Regions from separate parts of the Mus musculus genome. Here all the other regions are linked to region 1. A link is a contact called in public HiChIP or PLAC-seq and promoter capture Hi-C data. All regions are on one chromosome and are shown on one strand. The core of a region is the stretch at or near the end of the contact, and the rest is flanking DNA. Distances in the headings are between cores, read along the strand shown. Region 1 holds the start of Rmdn3 (regulator of microtubule dynamics 3). Region 2 holds the start of Eif2ak4 (eukaryotic translation initiation factor 2 alpha kinase 4). Region 3 holds the start of Srp14 (signal recognition particle 14). Region 4 holds the start of Bmf (BCL2 modifying factor). Region 5 holds the start of Bub1b (BUB1B, mitotic checkpoint serine/threonine kinase).

Region 1 (2,645 bases), core at 41-2,540:
GCGATTCAAAGCCCCAGCTGCTCTGCTTAAATGACTTAACCTGAAGACTTTTTACAAAACGAAATCCATTTCATCTGTCACTGCTGGCTTTCAACCATTTGGCTTGAGTTGCATGAATGTGCTCTCAGCCTGTGCTGTGGAAAGTCCACTGGACCAGACGACTGGGTCCAGCTTTACCTCTTACTCTGTAACAACCTCGAGAAAGTTACACAATCCCTATGAATCTTTCTTCATAAAAGGGATTTTTCAAACTTGGATTACTCTCCAAACACGACTTCATATCTGGATACATATATTCACGCCACCAGAACTTTTAATTCCAATGAGATTATTTCTTTTTCCTTCTTTCAGACTCTTCCTCTGTCAAACACACCCCTCACCCAGCACTTCTCAAATGCCCTCCGTACACATTCATGGGCGCGACCAGAACTAAAAGTGAAAGCTACAGTCCTGCACCAAGCTTTCCTGGAATCGGAGGAAAGGGCACAGCTTTCCTTTTTGGTGAGTTTTTCCTAAAACTGTGAAACTCAGCCTTTCCACTGCCCCGCCATCCTGCTCTGCGAAAGACAGCCCGAGCCCCAGTGCCATCAGTAAGTTATGACCTGTGCTCTTACCCTGGCGTCCACGCTCTGAAGCCTGCGCATAGTCCAGGGAGTTGGGCAGACTGTGACTCCGGCCATGGCGCTGGGTCCGTTTCCATCGCTGGCTGTAAAGGACGCACAGGAATCCAAGGCCGGCGGCAGTACCAAGTAACAGTCCCAACCCGGCGCGGGAGCCGCCCAGGGCCCCCAGTCTAGACATAGTGTACCTGCAGCCCGCGTAAGAAACAGGAGCGAACCGAGAGAGAGTCATGAGGCCGGCCCTCCACCCCCGAGGCAGAACCCGTTAGCCACGGCCTCACCCAGGTCCGGCCGGACGGTGCCGCAGCCCCCGGCTCACCCAGGTCCAGCCCGCGGGTGCCGCAGCCCCCGGCGCAGACGGACGCCCTGCCAAGAGGCAGCAGCGCCGGTCCAACGCGCCCCTGCCCAGTGCAGTCCGGCTTCCGCGCCCCTGGCCTCCCAACACCCTGTACGTGACAACCTCGCAGCCGGCTGCACACTCTCGGCCTTCCGGCGCCCCCCGAAGCCACGCTGGGCCCGCAGGAGACCAACTCAGACCCTTACCCAGCCACCAGCCACCATGGCAGCAGCAGGCACCGCGCTTTCACTCTGTCAATGATTTTGACGTCCTTAATCCGCGCCACCTGCTCCGCGCACGGTGAGACGCGCGTGGAGATGACGCACGAGGCTCTGCCTCCCACCCGGGTTCTGTGGGCGGGGCTACATCGGCGAATGGACGCTGTGCGGTTACCGGGGCCGCGAAGGTGGGTTGGGCTGTCTAGTGTCCGAGCCTCTGGGTGGACTTTACCCGGTGCTACGGCCAGAATGTGCTCCGCAAATCTCACGCTGCTTATACCTGGAAGATGCCACCACCCCCACCTCTTCTTAACACTGGCTTTATTTTCAGCTGAGTCGTTTACCGATTTTTCCAGTCAAACCCCAAACAACAGCGCCACTGCTAGATGAAATTGGAGTAAGTTGTTGGTTATCGATAAGATGTCCCTACATCGCTGGGACTCCTACAAGTTTTCAAAAATCCTCTTCAAGCCAGGGCCCCTGGACCAGGAGGATCATTGCGAGTTCGAATCTAATCAGGACTGTATAGTCTACAGAGCAAGCTTCAGGACAGCCAGGGCTCCACAGAGAAACTGGGTCTGATACATACCATTTCTGCTATCTTTGCTTTGTATGTTGCTGCTTTATTAAGTCAGGGGATCACTATATAGCCCAGACTGGCAAGTGCTGTGCCACTGAACCACATCATCAAACTTTTTTTTTTTTATTTTGAGGAGGGGGGACTTTTAAATTTTGAGACCAGACCTCAAGTTGCTGAAGTTAGCTTTGAATTCGCTCTGTAGCACAGAGAGACCTCGATCTTGTGAGCCTTCTGAACCCCAACTCTGCCAAAAGCTGGGATATGGTCTTTGTCATAAAGCCAAGCTTTGGCGTCTCTGGCCTTCTGCTTTGGCCTTCCAAATTCAAGACTACAGATTTGTCTGCCTCCAAATGTATTCATATATAAATGAATATAATATAAAGTATCTCACCATTTTAAGATAGACACAGGTTTTAGAGGACTTAGATAATCCCACTGTCTCTTTTTTTTTCAAAGATTTATTTATTTATTTTATGTATATGAGTACACTCTAGATGTCTTCAGACAGCACCAGAAGAGGGGATCAAAATCCATCACAGATGGTTGTGGTGAGCCACCATGTGGTTGCTGGGTATTGAACTCAGGACATCTGGAAAAGCAGTCAGTGCTCTTAACCACTGAGCCATCTCTCCAGCCCTCCACTGTCTTTTTTGTTTCTTGGTTTGAGTTTTTGTTTTGGGTTGGTTGGTTTGTTTGTTGAGATGGGGTTTTTCTGTATGGTGCTGGCTGCTTTAGAACTAACTCTCTCTCTCTCTCTCTCTCTCTCTCTCTCTCTCTCTCTCTCTCTAAGATTTATTTATTTATTATATGTAAGTACACTGTAGCTGTCCTCAGCTACTCCAGAAGAGGGCATCAGATTTCATTATGGATGGTTGTGAGCCACCATGTGG
Region 2 (2,645 bases), core at 69-2,568, 770 kb before region 1:
ATGGGCTGCAGCTTAGGGGGAAACTGAGGACATGATGACAGTTTGAATGTGAGAGCTGAAAAAAAAAAAAAAAAGGCAGCACTCAACAAATATCTTCACTGTTTGTTGAGTTCTGCCATGTATCCAGGCAGGGGTCCCTGGAAACAGAACAGGTCTCCAGCTGAAGGAGGGAGGAGGTGGTTTCTAAAAGGCCTTTGTGTTACCTTGTCTGATCAGAGTGGTCTGAAGGTGAGATGCCTAAGTCAACATTACTAAGTGAACAAGATAGATGCAAACAAGATTGACAGAGACATGTCACCTAACCTAACTCGAGGCATGATAGTGCATTTTTTTTCTGAATTAAGCTACAGCAGGTAGACAACAAAGCAATAGCAATGTCTGAATAGATAGGTTACTTATATGCGTGAAAAAAAAATATGGTCAAATAGGGATGGTGGCACAGTCTCATGATCCTAGCGCTGAGAGGATAAAGTAGGAAGATTACTATGAATTCAAGGCCAGACCATGCTGCAGAGGGAGACCCTGACTCATATGGACACAAATACATCCCTTAAGTATGTAAAGTAGGGTGCAACATTTTACATGAATGTGAATGCTCAAATTTACATTAAATGAACTGGTCGGATAATTCTCTTTGTGGGATTTGAAAATGCAAGGAGAGAATTTCAGAGAGTCCAGAGAGCATGCATGAGACATTTAATTAATGATTCAAGGGTAACGAATGTGGGAAACAGGGTTTACGGTTTTTTCCTCCCAGTAGTCTCATTCTGGGAAGGTCAGGTAAGATAAACGATTTAACTCATGACTGCGCTCTAAAATTTTCCTCTCTCTAGCCAGGCAGGGTGAAGGAGTTCCAGCGCCTGTTTCTGCTACATACTTGTTTTGTGAAAACTAATATGTGTTGTCACTTTGACCTAAGAGACTGGCTCTCCAAAGTGTGTTGGCAATTCCTGACTCAATTTCTCCCCTCAGGAAGAAGGCAAAGCTTTCCCCTACTCTTGTTTTATTAGAAGTCTTGGGCCATGAGAAGTTGGAGCAAAACCCCGCCCACTGGCCTTCTCCGGAGTGGGCCAAACGAGTCAGCCGCGGAGAACCCCGCCTTCAGACCCGCCTCCTGGCCTAGGCTCCGCCCAAGGCCCTCTCACCTGCTCAGAGTCACGCCCCTAGGTCGGTCTTCAGCTCGAGACTCCGCCCCCAGGTTCGTCTCCCGCTGGAGATCCTGTCTTTAAAGCGCCTCCCCAGAGCAGAGCCACACCCCCTAGACCTGTCATCAGCTCGAGGCCCCTCCCCCAGACCCGACTCCGACTCGAGGCCCCGCCCTCAGTTCGGTCACGGCGCGGGCTGGAGCTCCCCTACCCACCCCAGAATCACCGCTACCTCGCCTAGGCCGCTGCGCCTGCCCCGGCCGCCATGGCTGGGGGCCGCGGGGCCTCTGGACGCGGCCGGGCTGAGCCACAGGAGAGCTATTCGCAGCGACAGGACCACGAGCTGCAGGCCCTGGAGGCCATTTACGGCTCGGACTTCCAGGATCTGCGGCCGGATGCGCGCGGACGGGTAGGAACGTGGTTGGTCTGGCCCGGTGTTCTCCAGTCTAGGAACCCAGCCAGACGCCTCCAGTCTGGGGCGACCACTTAGATCCTAAAGGCTTTTCATATTGCAGTTCCACTACCCTCACTTTCTGCCTCTGCGCCGCCACTGGTCTTGAGAAGGCAGCACCTGGCCTGAATTCTCTTTTTTCCCCGGTCGGGCTCCTCTCTCTGCTGTGCTTCTTATTCCCACTGACGTCCCCTAACCACCCTTCGTCCTTCCAACCATTCTTCCCCACACTGACTCGCCCCAGGCCTCGAGGTGGGTTGTGACTGCACATTCATAGTCACTCATTGCTACTTTGTGCTGGGGATGCTTAGGGGGCGTGGGTCCAGGTCTTGTGCTCTCAGCAAACAAACTCCCAGGTCACACTGTGTAAATCCCGTTTCCTGTGTGGAAGAACTTTTTGTACCTTCCTCCGAGACTTTTGAGGAATAGGTATAGAACATGTTTATTGTCGCTGTAATGCAGTGTTTACCGAGTTCTATTTAAAACATCACTTTCCTTTTTTGTGTGGAAGTTAAGCTGAGGGCAGTGACAGTCTCTCCCTATCCTTGAATAGTGTATCTGCCGAACTAAAATGTTCCTGAAGTTTGAAAGTACTTCTTTCCTCCATCTGCCTTACTTCTTTAACTCACAATGTCTGTCTTTTCTCTATATCTAGTATTTCTTTAGGAAAAGGCTTTACTTAAGCTGTCAGGGCCAAGATTCTCCCACTAAACCAATATACTTTTTAATTTAATGATTTAGACGCTAGGAACACAGTCATGGGTAAAACATGCACAAAACCCCTGCTGCCGGCGGGAAGCTTACTTTTTTAGGCCTTATTTGTAACTTTACATACAGTTATACATGCTTCTTGTAAATAGTAAGATAACCTACAGGTCATCTGGCAACTTCTCTGTTTCCAGGGAACCAGGAAGTAGGGCCTAGGCCACCAGAATAGTGTTACAGAATGTGCAGGGGACTCAGGGAGACCCAGCTGGCTTTTTTTTTTTTTTTTTTTTTTTTTAGTTTTTTTAGTTTTATGTTCCCAAGGTGCAGGAAAATGGAAGGAA
Region 3 (2,645 bases), core at 94-2,593, 680 kb before region 1:
TGAAGGTGGTGCACACCTAGGATTCCACCACGTTGGAGACAGAGGCGACCTAAGGAACCTCAGTTACCCGAGACCTTATCCCAACCAAACAACCCACCCCCTCCACCAAAAAGAAGCAGAAGTAGATCCTGATCCCACAACAGCCTGGGAGTGACAGGCCAAAATGACAGGGAAGGGGGACCCGGACCTAATCCTGACATGCCCCTCCTCCCTCGGGGTGGGGGTGAGGCTCAACCCAGAGCGATGACTTAGCGGGATGAAGACCCTGGCTTGGGTCACATCTCCAACTTCACAAAAACCATCACTGTCATCTGTCTCAGTTGATGAGACACTCCTGTGACACCAGCACGGGCTGAAGCGCCTGGTGTGAGCTTCCTAAATCACAAGTTCAAAGTCAGCCTGAGTAGACTGCAAGACACTATTTTAATTTTTTTTAAATGTGTTCCCCTAGCTAGCACTGAGATAGGTTGCTCCTGTACCTTGGCTACTTGAGAGAAAACTGACTTTTTCTGAGTCGGCCAGGCCAACTCAAAAGAAAGCAGAGCCTTAAGAAAGGCCTCCAGCTCACCACGGTGCTGATCTTCCTTTTCCCATCCGTGGCTCTCAACAGACACTTGTTTTCTGCGGGCTCGAGGCCCTCCACAGAACTCTTCCTCGGGATAGGTTTGGTGCGACCGTCATCTGTGTTTAAGAAAAAAAAAAGTCCACCCAGGTAAACACCACCACAGGCGTTGCTTCTGGGTCCAAAGTGATGATCGTAAGGAAGGGTCCGCCATCACTCAGGATACAGCCAAAACTAGGAGCAACGACTCGCTCGATAAACACTGGGACCCCGAGGCATATTCTTCCTCACTAACGGAGCGGGGGCCGGGCTGCCTGACAACGGGCGTCGGACACACTTGGGGCCCCACTGTCACGGTGAGTGGGTGGCCGGCGCCGCACCGGCCACGAGCCCCGGAGGTGGCCGGTGCGGACAGGCCGGGGGCCGGGCTGTCCCCTCCCAGGCGGCCCCGGAGATTGCTTACATTTCTTGAGGGTGATGAACACGCTGCCCGACGAGCGGCACTTCTGGAAGAGCCTGGTCAGCTCCGTCAGGAACTGCAACACAACACGCCCCGTTAGGCAGCCTCCGCTCCTCGCCCCGCCGCCTCACGGCCCCGGCCCGCCCGCAAAGGGAGAACCGCGACCCGAGCTGACCCCACTCGCTCGAGTCCCGGGCCCTCCGGGGCCGCCGGTACCTGCTCGCTCTCGAGCAACACCATCCTGGGCTCCGCAGGTCCGACGCCGTCAGCAGAAGCCTCCAGCGGTTACAGCCGGAAAACTCGCTCGCGCTGGGCGGGACTTCCGCTTTAGTTGCACGTCTTCCGTCAATCCTCGCTTCGCTCGGGTTGCCTTGCGCCTGCGCGCTCGGCGCCTCCTCCCGCGTCTATCCAGGATGAGGAGTGACGCTTGCTTTCGGTGGTTGGACTGCGTTGTCAAGCTACACCGTAGGCTGTAGGAGGGAATGAGAGCAAAAGAAAGACTGGATAGACATATGCAAGTCACCCAAGAGTCCACTGACTCACTTTCCCCATTTTTTACACAATGATCTGGTTTCTCAGAACTTGCTGATGAAGATGAAGATGTGAGGTGTTTTTATAGATGCATTGTTTACATTTAGGAATAAGTGGCCAAGGAGCTCCAAGTTAAACTCAAAGCCGAAAGCTAAAACAGCAGAGTTCGCTGTTTCAGTATCTTTGTTTGAGGTATCTTTAGACAAAGAGTACTTGCTCTGAAGGCACTGTTGATCTATCTCATCGGCAGTGCTGAAGTCAGCAGGAAGCACAGGCTAGACCCCAGAAAAAGGTGCTTTTTTTTTTGTTTTGTTTTTTTTTTTTTGTTTCCAGGGTCCATAGTTTTTTCTTTCTATCCTACTTCAGAGGGTGGGAAAATATGTGAAAGTGATTGGAGAAGGAGCCGGGGATCACACGGGGCCTTTGCCACCGTTAGCAGGGCCCATAGCCACAGAAGGCTCAGATGTTGTTCCTGGTAGAAAGAGGGGAGTGGGGAGGGAGTGGCTCATCGGTGGAGTGTGAGTATCTGGATTTAAGATGTTTAAAAATCTTAAATTCAGACAAGAATGATGGCCCATGACTTTAATCTCAGCACTCAGGAGGCAGAGACAGGCAGAGGATCTCTGAGTTCAAGGCCAGCCTAAAGTGGAAACTTCTGGTTTCTTTGGTAAATCGGTTATATCAAAGAACATTTCGCTGAAGCAGACACAGGTAAAAGGATGTTTAGAAAGAATGAGAGATGAAGGATTCTTCGATAACAACATGCATGCATTGGTTCACCTTACATTGAGTAGCTGAGCTCCGTTTGTCATGACCCCATAGAGAGAAATGCACACACACACACACACACACACACACACAAAAACTTCTGGTGATATGCTGCAGTTTCTTGCCACTTCCTCGGACTCCAGCCAATTGGCAGAGTGATGTCAGCTGATACAGACTCATGGAGTTTTGCTAAGTCAGACTGAGGCAAGACCCTTAGAGGACACGTGATGTTTGGAGGGAGTATAAATAGGACTCAATGGACAGTGATGGGGGCTTGCATAGTTAGTTTTGGAGTGCTTCTCGGTCTTGCGTCTTCAATGATCT
Region 4 (2,645 bases), core at 97-2,596, 610 kb before region 1:
CGTAGTCCTGTGCCCTCTTCCCTGGAGAATGACTCCATGCCTGCTATTGTTCCGATAGGAAAGGGGTAACTCCAGCGTAAAGTTTCCAGATGAAAGGACCAAGAGATGTCACCTAGCAGTGCTTCTTCTGTCCTTCAACCTCTTCTTTGCAGTGTGGCTATCCCAACCAAAGTAGGGACTCTCCAGAGCCAATCACAAGCAGGAGTCATTGTCTTGGTGTTTCTTTTGAAGCCTATCACTCCCCTCCCCCTCCCAGCAAAGCCCCAAAGTTCAACCCTTGCCTAGACTGGACAGTGGGGGAGGTGCAGCCAGAGGGTGTGGCTCTGAAAACGCGGAGGACCCCCCCCCACTTTGCACAAGAACTGCAGGTGGCTCTCCAGTTAGTGTGAACCTCGGAGGGGCTCTGGGCAAAGTCAAAAGTAAACTGGGGAAGAGTGGAGACCCTCAGCTTCCCTGAGCTAAAGTGGTAAAGTCCAGACTGATAGGAAGAGGGCACTTCCTGAGAGCACCGCCAGGGAATGCTTTATTCCTAGCAAAGGTCTTAAAGTCCGCTGGAGCCATCGCAGAACTTCGGCGATCCAACTAGGATGCTCAATATAAACTCCTCCTCTTAGGAGTTAGCACTAGCCAGATACCTTGAACTCAATAGTGGCTAAGATCTCAGGACACACGCGCACGCACATGCACACACGCACACACACCTGGGTGACTCCAGGACAGCGTCTCAGCCTCCGAGTTGTGATGCCAGGGCTCTGCGCCAGGGTCCAGGGTGAAGAACACTCGGGGGGCTTGGTGCCCACACTCGATTGGGAAGAAGGGGGCAAACTCCAGCTGTTAAGAAGAGGAGCCTTCAGACTCCGCAGGGAGGCAAAATGCACCACAACTTACGGCCCCACCCCACAGTTACACCCGGAGGCCAGAGCGTCCGGGAGCTTGGCAGTGGACCCCAGGATCATTTGCTCACCTACTTTTAACTCCGAATTCCAAATGCTTCCCGAAAGCCCCTCTTGGAGCAGCAACCACAAATTTGTGCTCTGCACCTCGTTCCCACATCCCTGCACCCCAACTCCCCGTGGTCACCCCAGATGCCCGCAGTCCAAACCCTTCCCCGGGCCCCCACGCGCTGCGCGACTCCGCTCCCCACTTCCCGGAGGAGGTACGATCCAACTCCGCCTAGCCCCCCGCCGCCCGGGCGCTCACCGGGCTGCGGTGGGAGGCGGTGGCGCGGGCTGCGGCAGCGACTGCTGCAGGCGCGAGCTGGCGCGGGAGGAGGCCACGGCACACCGCGCGGTATTGTTTCCAAAATACGCCCGCTCCGGGCATCCCGCAAACAGCTGATGAGGCCCCGCCCCTCTTTGCGTCACTCCAACCACTGACCAATGGCAAGTGGAGGTCCAAGTCTCAAGCTGGGCAGCTGCCAGGGACAATCACCAATGTACAAACCTTCCCTTGGAAACATTATAAGGGGCCGGGCGCATTTCTGACCTCCGTCAGAAGCGCAATTGGAGCGCTGTAGAGGGTGAGGATTCGGTTCCTAATGCAAGCCCCAGAAACGACAGAGAGTCCCTAGGTTTTCTACTAGGTAGTGGGGGGACAAGACGCCTAAGTGACTTTTGTCTACTTGGAAATGGGCTGAGTTATTGCAGGACTTCCAAAAAGCCGGCTCAGGAGGAGACTGGGAGTTTTCAGACGCGCCTTGTAATATATAGCGGAAAAAAAAAAAAACCGAGCTGCTGGTCCCTAATAAAAAAAAAGCAAAACAAATAAAAAACCAAAACAAAAAACTGCCCTCTTTCCTGTTGGGCGTGTCTGAGGAAAGCTGGAGGAGAACACGTGTGTCTGCATCTAGAACCAAATGACATTCGGATCCATCAAGTGCAAAGAAAGGCCATGTCCTCTCTTCTAGACTGTGGAAGATCACTGTTGAAAAAAGGACTCTAGCAGAGGGGAAATCAAAGGGGTAGCTCGGACAGCCCTATCTATGGCAGCAGCAGAAGGCTGTTCTTGGACTGCTAAGAAAGCAAAACGCATCTCGTGTACTATGGCCAATCTAGGGATGACTCCACATTTTTTTGAACACCTACTATGTGCCAGGTCCTGGTCTAAGTGCTAGACTTCTGGTGCCTGACCTCAATGAACCGATACTTCACATGTGAATGATGGAAACCAGCTTGAATGGTGCTATTTTAGGGATAATAAGCAAAGATTTTTGAGTCGGGCCTTGAAGAATGGGGAATATTTCACTAAATAAAAACCAAATAAAACAGTCCTGACCCAGAGAGGTCAGGGAGCTAGAATAAAGTACTTAACATGTCTGGAAAGCAAGATCAGCTGCACGCCCCCCCCGTCCCCCCTCCCCCCCATCAAGCTCTCTGGCATCTTCACTATGATTTAGGATGTGAGGGTATGGGCAGGTAGATTCAGGTCAGATTGCAGAGGTGCCCCCTGGAATACCAGGCTGAGGAGTCTGTATTTTTTAAAAGTAATTTGTTAATTTTTATTTTATGTGCGTTAGTGTTTCGCCTGTATGTATGTCTTTGTGACAGCGTGTCATCCGGAACCAGAGTTACAGACAGCTATGAACTGCCGTGTGAGTTCTTGGAATTGAACCTGGGTCCTCTGGAAGAGCAACCAGTGCTTTTAAC
Region 5 (2,645 bases), core at 76-2,575, 560 kb before region 1:
GAGACGAGAGAGGGAGGGAAGATTGAGTCTTAAGGGAGAGGCAGTGCAGTAAGGAAGAGAGTGTAGTACAGGATACAGCAGTCCTGGAGAGCAGTGCAGTATTGTTGCGAGGGAGAGTAGAGCAGCACGGGAGGGAGAGGGAGGCAGGTTGAAAAGAGAACAAGCTGGACACAGGTAAAGACAGAATGAGCAAGAGATTGAGAAAGAGCCAGAAGATTAGGAAATAGAAAAGACTGCTAGAGTGAGTTTGAGGCCAAGCAGAGCAATTCAGGGGCTGGGAGAGAAGCCAGATTGAGTCAGTCAGCTGGGAGAGGAGTTTGAGCCAGAACAGCTGAGTTGAACCAGCCAGGTAGACTTCAGAAAGAACAAGAAAGGGTGAGCTTATTCAACAAAATTGAGAGGCTGACCTAGATTAGATCTTATGGAGGCTAGAATTTTCTAGGAGTGGATCTAGGTCAGCAGATGGAGGCAGTAAGCCCCTCAGACAACAATCACAACAGGAGAATAAAAGTTATTTTTATAGCCTGATCTACAGAGCGAGTTCCAGGATAGCCAAGGCTACACAGAGAACCCTTGTTTTGAAAAACAAAAACAAACAAAAAACAAAAGCAAACTTTTTATTGTGAAGTAAAGTTGCCCTGGATGGTCTTGAAGTCTTGGTCCTCACATCTCAGTCTCCAGAGTAGCTGAACTATAGGCCTGCATTACCAAGCCTTTAGCTCCAGTGAGACAGGCAAAGCGCTTACCCTGTTTGTATTCTGTGTTAGATCGTAGTTTACAGGACATCTGGTAGGCTGCATGAGAGAACAAATGGTACACTTCCAAGAGAATTTAAAGGAAGTTGGTCAAAGTTGAGAAGTTGTAGAGGTCAAAGGGCTTGCTGGGGAAAGGAAGTGCAGTGCTAAACCAGGTCTTGTGTAAAAGAGAAAAACGAGAACACAGTCTTTCCACAGGAAACAGCTGGGTGAGAGTGGCCTAAGGATCCCTGGACAGGTGTTAAGACCTGGGGCTCAGACAAGACCTAGGCGTAGCACAGTTAATTGTTCGGAGCAACCCAGAAGAGTAATGTACTCAAAGACACGTTATGAAACTGAAACCATCAAAGAACCTCTTGTTAATAAAGTGTCTCTCCCTGGGTTCGAAGGCTTGTCTTAGAAAGGAAACACAGAGCAAACTCGAAGTGCCTGAGCACGCTGCAGTGCTAGGACAACCATTGGTCCTTGCACCTCAAACCTGAAACTACAACTCCCATTGTGCATTGCGCAGCGCGTGCTTAAACCCGGGATACACTACAATCCCCAGAATGCTTTGGGAGGAGCGGGAGCGGGGAGCGGCGAGGCTACGTCTGCGTCAAGAGACGTTAAATTTGAAACTTGGCGGCCCGTGCGTGATGGGGGCGTGAGGAGGCTATTCTGAGAAGGAATCGGGTGCGTGGTTTTGTTTAGGAGCACGGGGTGACGATCTTCGCAGCTCCAGAGCCAGCTGAAGGTTGAGGGAGACTCAGTTAGCACTCGGAGGATAAAGGTCTGCGGAAGGGCGAGAGCAAGTATTGGGAATGCAGGATGGCGGAGGCGAGGTAAGGACCGGACGCAAATTGCTGCCGCTGGGTGCTCGGCTGGCGAGGGGAGGATCGAGGAGGTCGGCCAAGAGCAGGTCTCCCCAAACCCCCTTCCCAACGGCGTGGAGCCCTGCATCCAGCCAGGGGGCAAGACTGGGAGAGTTTGGAATTTGCCATATGATCTGGTTCTGAAACTCACCTCAGCCGTTTTTATTTGACCTTGAACATGTTTACGGAGGGGTGGGGGCACGCAGATATTAATGCTGCTTTATGGAGTTCTGGGAGGATTCAAGATGTTTGTAAAGTACCTGCTTTCAACTAATAAGTGTTCTCACTTTGCTAGCAGCTTAGGGATCTGAAGAGCAGAGCACTTGCAGCTTTTCCTCATCATAAAATATAGAGGGTTTTTCTAGGTTAGAATTTAAGATGCATTTCAATTATGGAACTTATAATAACTGGGTAATTGCTGTCATAAGCTGTCATTCATGGAAGAGAATTTATCGACTACCATTTTGAGCACTGAAGGCGAACAGTAAAAGACACAAAATCCCAACCTTTGTGAAGCTTAAGTTCTGGGGAGGAATGAATCGGGGTGTGTGTCGCGGATGGGCAATAAGACATGTTTAACATCAGATAGAATCAGTATTAACAAGTGTAAAGCAAGAGAAGACGGCATTGGAGGTAGAACTAGTGTGGTTTCAGAAGGGTTTGGACATGTAACTCAGGAAGGGCACTTGTTCAAGGTACATAAGGCCTTAGTTCATTACCCAGCAATGAGGCTTGGGGGTGGGGGAGTCGGGGCAGAGGGAGATTTGAACAGAGGCCTCCCTGATGAGATGGCACTTGGGTCTGAACTAGAAGGAACTAGTCACGGACAGGTGAGATGGCTCTGTGGATAGAGATAATTGCTAACCAAGACTGAGGACCTGTTTGGTCACCCCTCCCCCACCCCCGAAACCCCATGGTGGAAGGAGAGAAACAACTCTAAGGTTGTGGCCTGACTTACACACACACACACACACACACACACACACACACACGGCGGGGGGGGGGGGTGAGAATAAATACATTTTTGTTTTGTTTTGTT

What was found. Promoter capture Hi-C pulls out the DNA fragments that hold promoters and counts their contacts. HiChIP or PLAC-seq counts read pairs in DNA pulled down with a chosen protein or histone mark.
Region 2: a promoter capture Hi-C map of pre-B cells shows a contact between it and region 1, with 4 times the contacts expected there. The contact joins the promoter of Eif2ak4 here to the promoter of Rmdn3 in region 1. A contact is called at or near these places in 6 of 39 promoter capture datasets (the 3T3-L1 cell line, 3T3-L1-derived adipocytes, hippocampal neurons and 2 more).
Region 3: a contact with region 1 is called in an HNF4G HiChIP or PLAC-seq map of pancreatic cancer cells. The contact joins the promoter of Srp14 here to the promoter of Rmdn3 in region 1. A contact is called at or near these places in 3 of 39 promoter capture datasets (3T3-L1-derived adipocytes, liver and pre-B cells), 1 of 115 datasets of contacts at active chromatin or transcription factors (pancreatic cancer cells) and 1 of 9 other capture datasets (liver).
Region 4: a promoter capture Hi-C map of pre-B cells shows a contact between it and region 1, with 2.6 times the contacts expected there. The contact joins the promoter of Bmf here to the promoter of Rmdn3 in region 1. A contact is called at or near these places in 1 of 39 promoter capture datasets (pre-B cells), 1 of 484 Hi-C or Micro-C datasets (B cells) and 1 of 9 other capture datasets (adipose tissue).
Region 5: a contact with region 1 is called in a promoter capture Hi-C map of pre-B cells, with 6 times the contacts expected there. The contact joins the promoter of Bub1b here to the promoter of Rmdn3 in region 1. A contact is called at or near these places in 10 of 39 promoter capture datasets (the 3T3-L1 cell line, 3T3-L1-derived adipocytes, the C10 cell line and 6 more).

What each region holds. Positions count from the first base shown.
Region 1 is chr2:119,155,744-119,158,388 of GRCm38.p6, forward strand. Rmdn3 (regulator of microtubule dynamics 3) reads right to left here and starts at 1,291. Exons shown (of 13, transcript NM_001033136.3): 1 at 1,164-1,291; 2 at 615-808. The coding sequence starts at 801.
Region 2 is chr2:118,387,299-118,389,943 of GRCm38.p6, forward strand. Eif2ak4 (eukaryotic translation initiation factor 2 alpha kinase 4) reads left to right here and starts at 1,319. Exons shown (of 39, transcript NM_013719.3): 1 at 1,319-1,554. The coding sequence starts at 1,411.
Region 3 is chr2:118,478,353-118,480,997 of GRCm38.p6, forward strand. It overlaps Srp14 (signal recognition particle 14), which reads right to left and starts at 1,344. Exons shown (of 5, transcript NM_009273.4): 1 at 1,239-1,344; 2 at 1,026-1,098; 3 at 569-681. The coding sequence starts at 1,262.
Region 4 is chr2:118,548,340-118,550,984 of GRCm38.p6, forward strand. It overlaps Bmf (BCL2 modifying factor), which reads right to left and starts at 1,347. Exons shown (of 5, transcript NM_138313.4): 1 at 1,201-1,347; 2 at 702-831. The coding sequence starts at 1,323.
Region 5 is chr2:118,596,886-118,599,530 of GRCm38.p6, forward strand. Bub1b (BUB1B, mitotic checkpoint serine/threonine kinase) reads left to right here and starts at 1,326. Exons shown (of 23, transcript NM_009773.3): 1 at 1,326-1,576. The coding sequence starts at 1,563.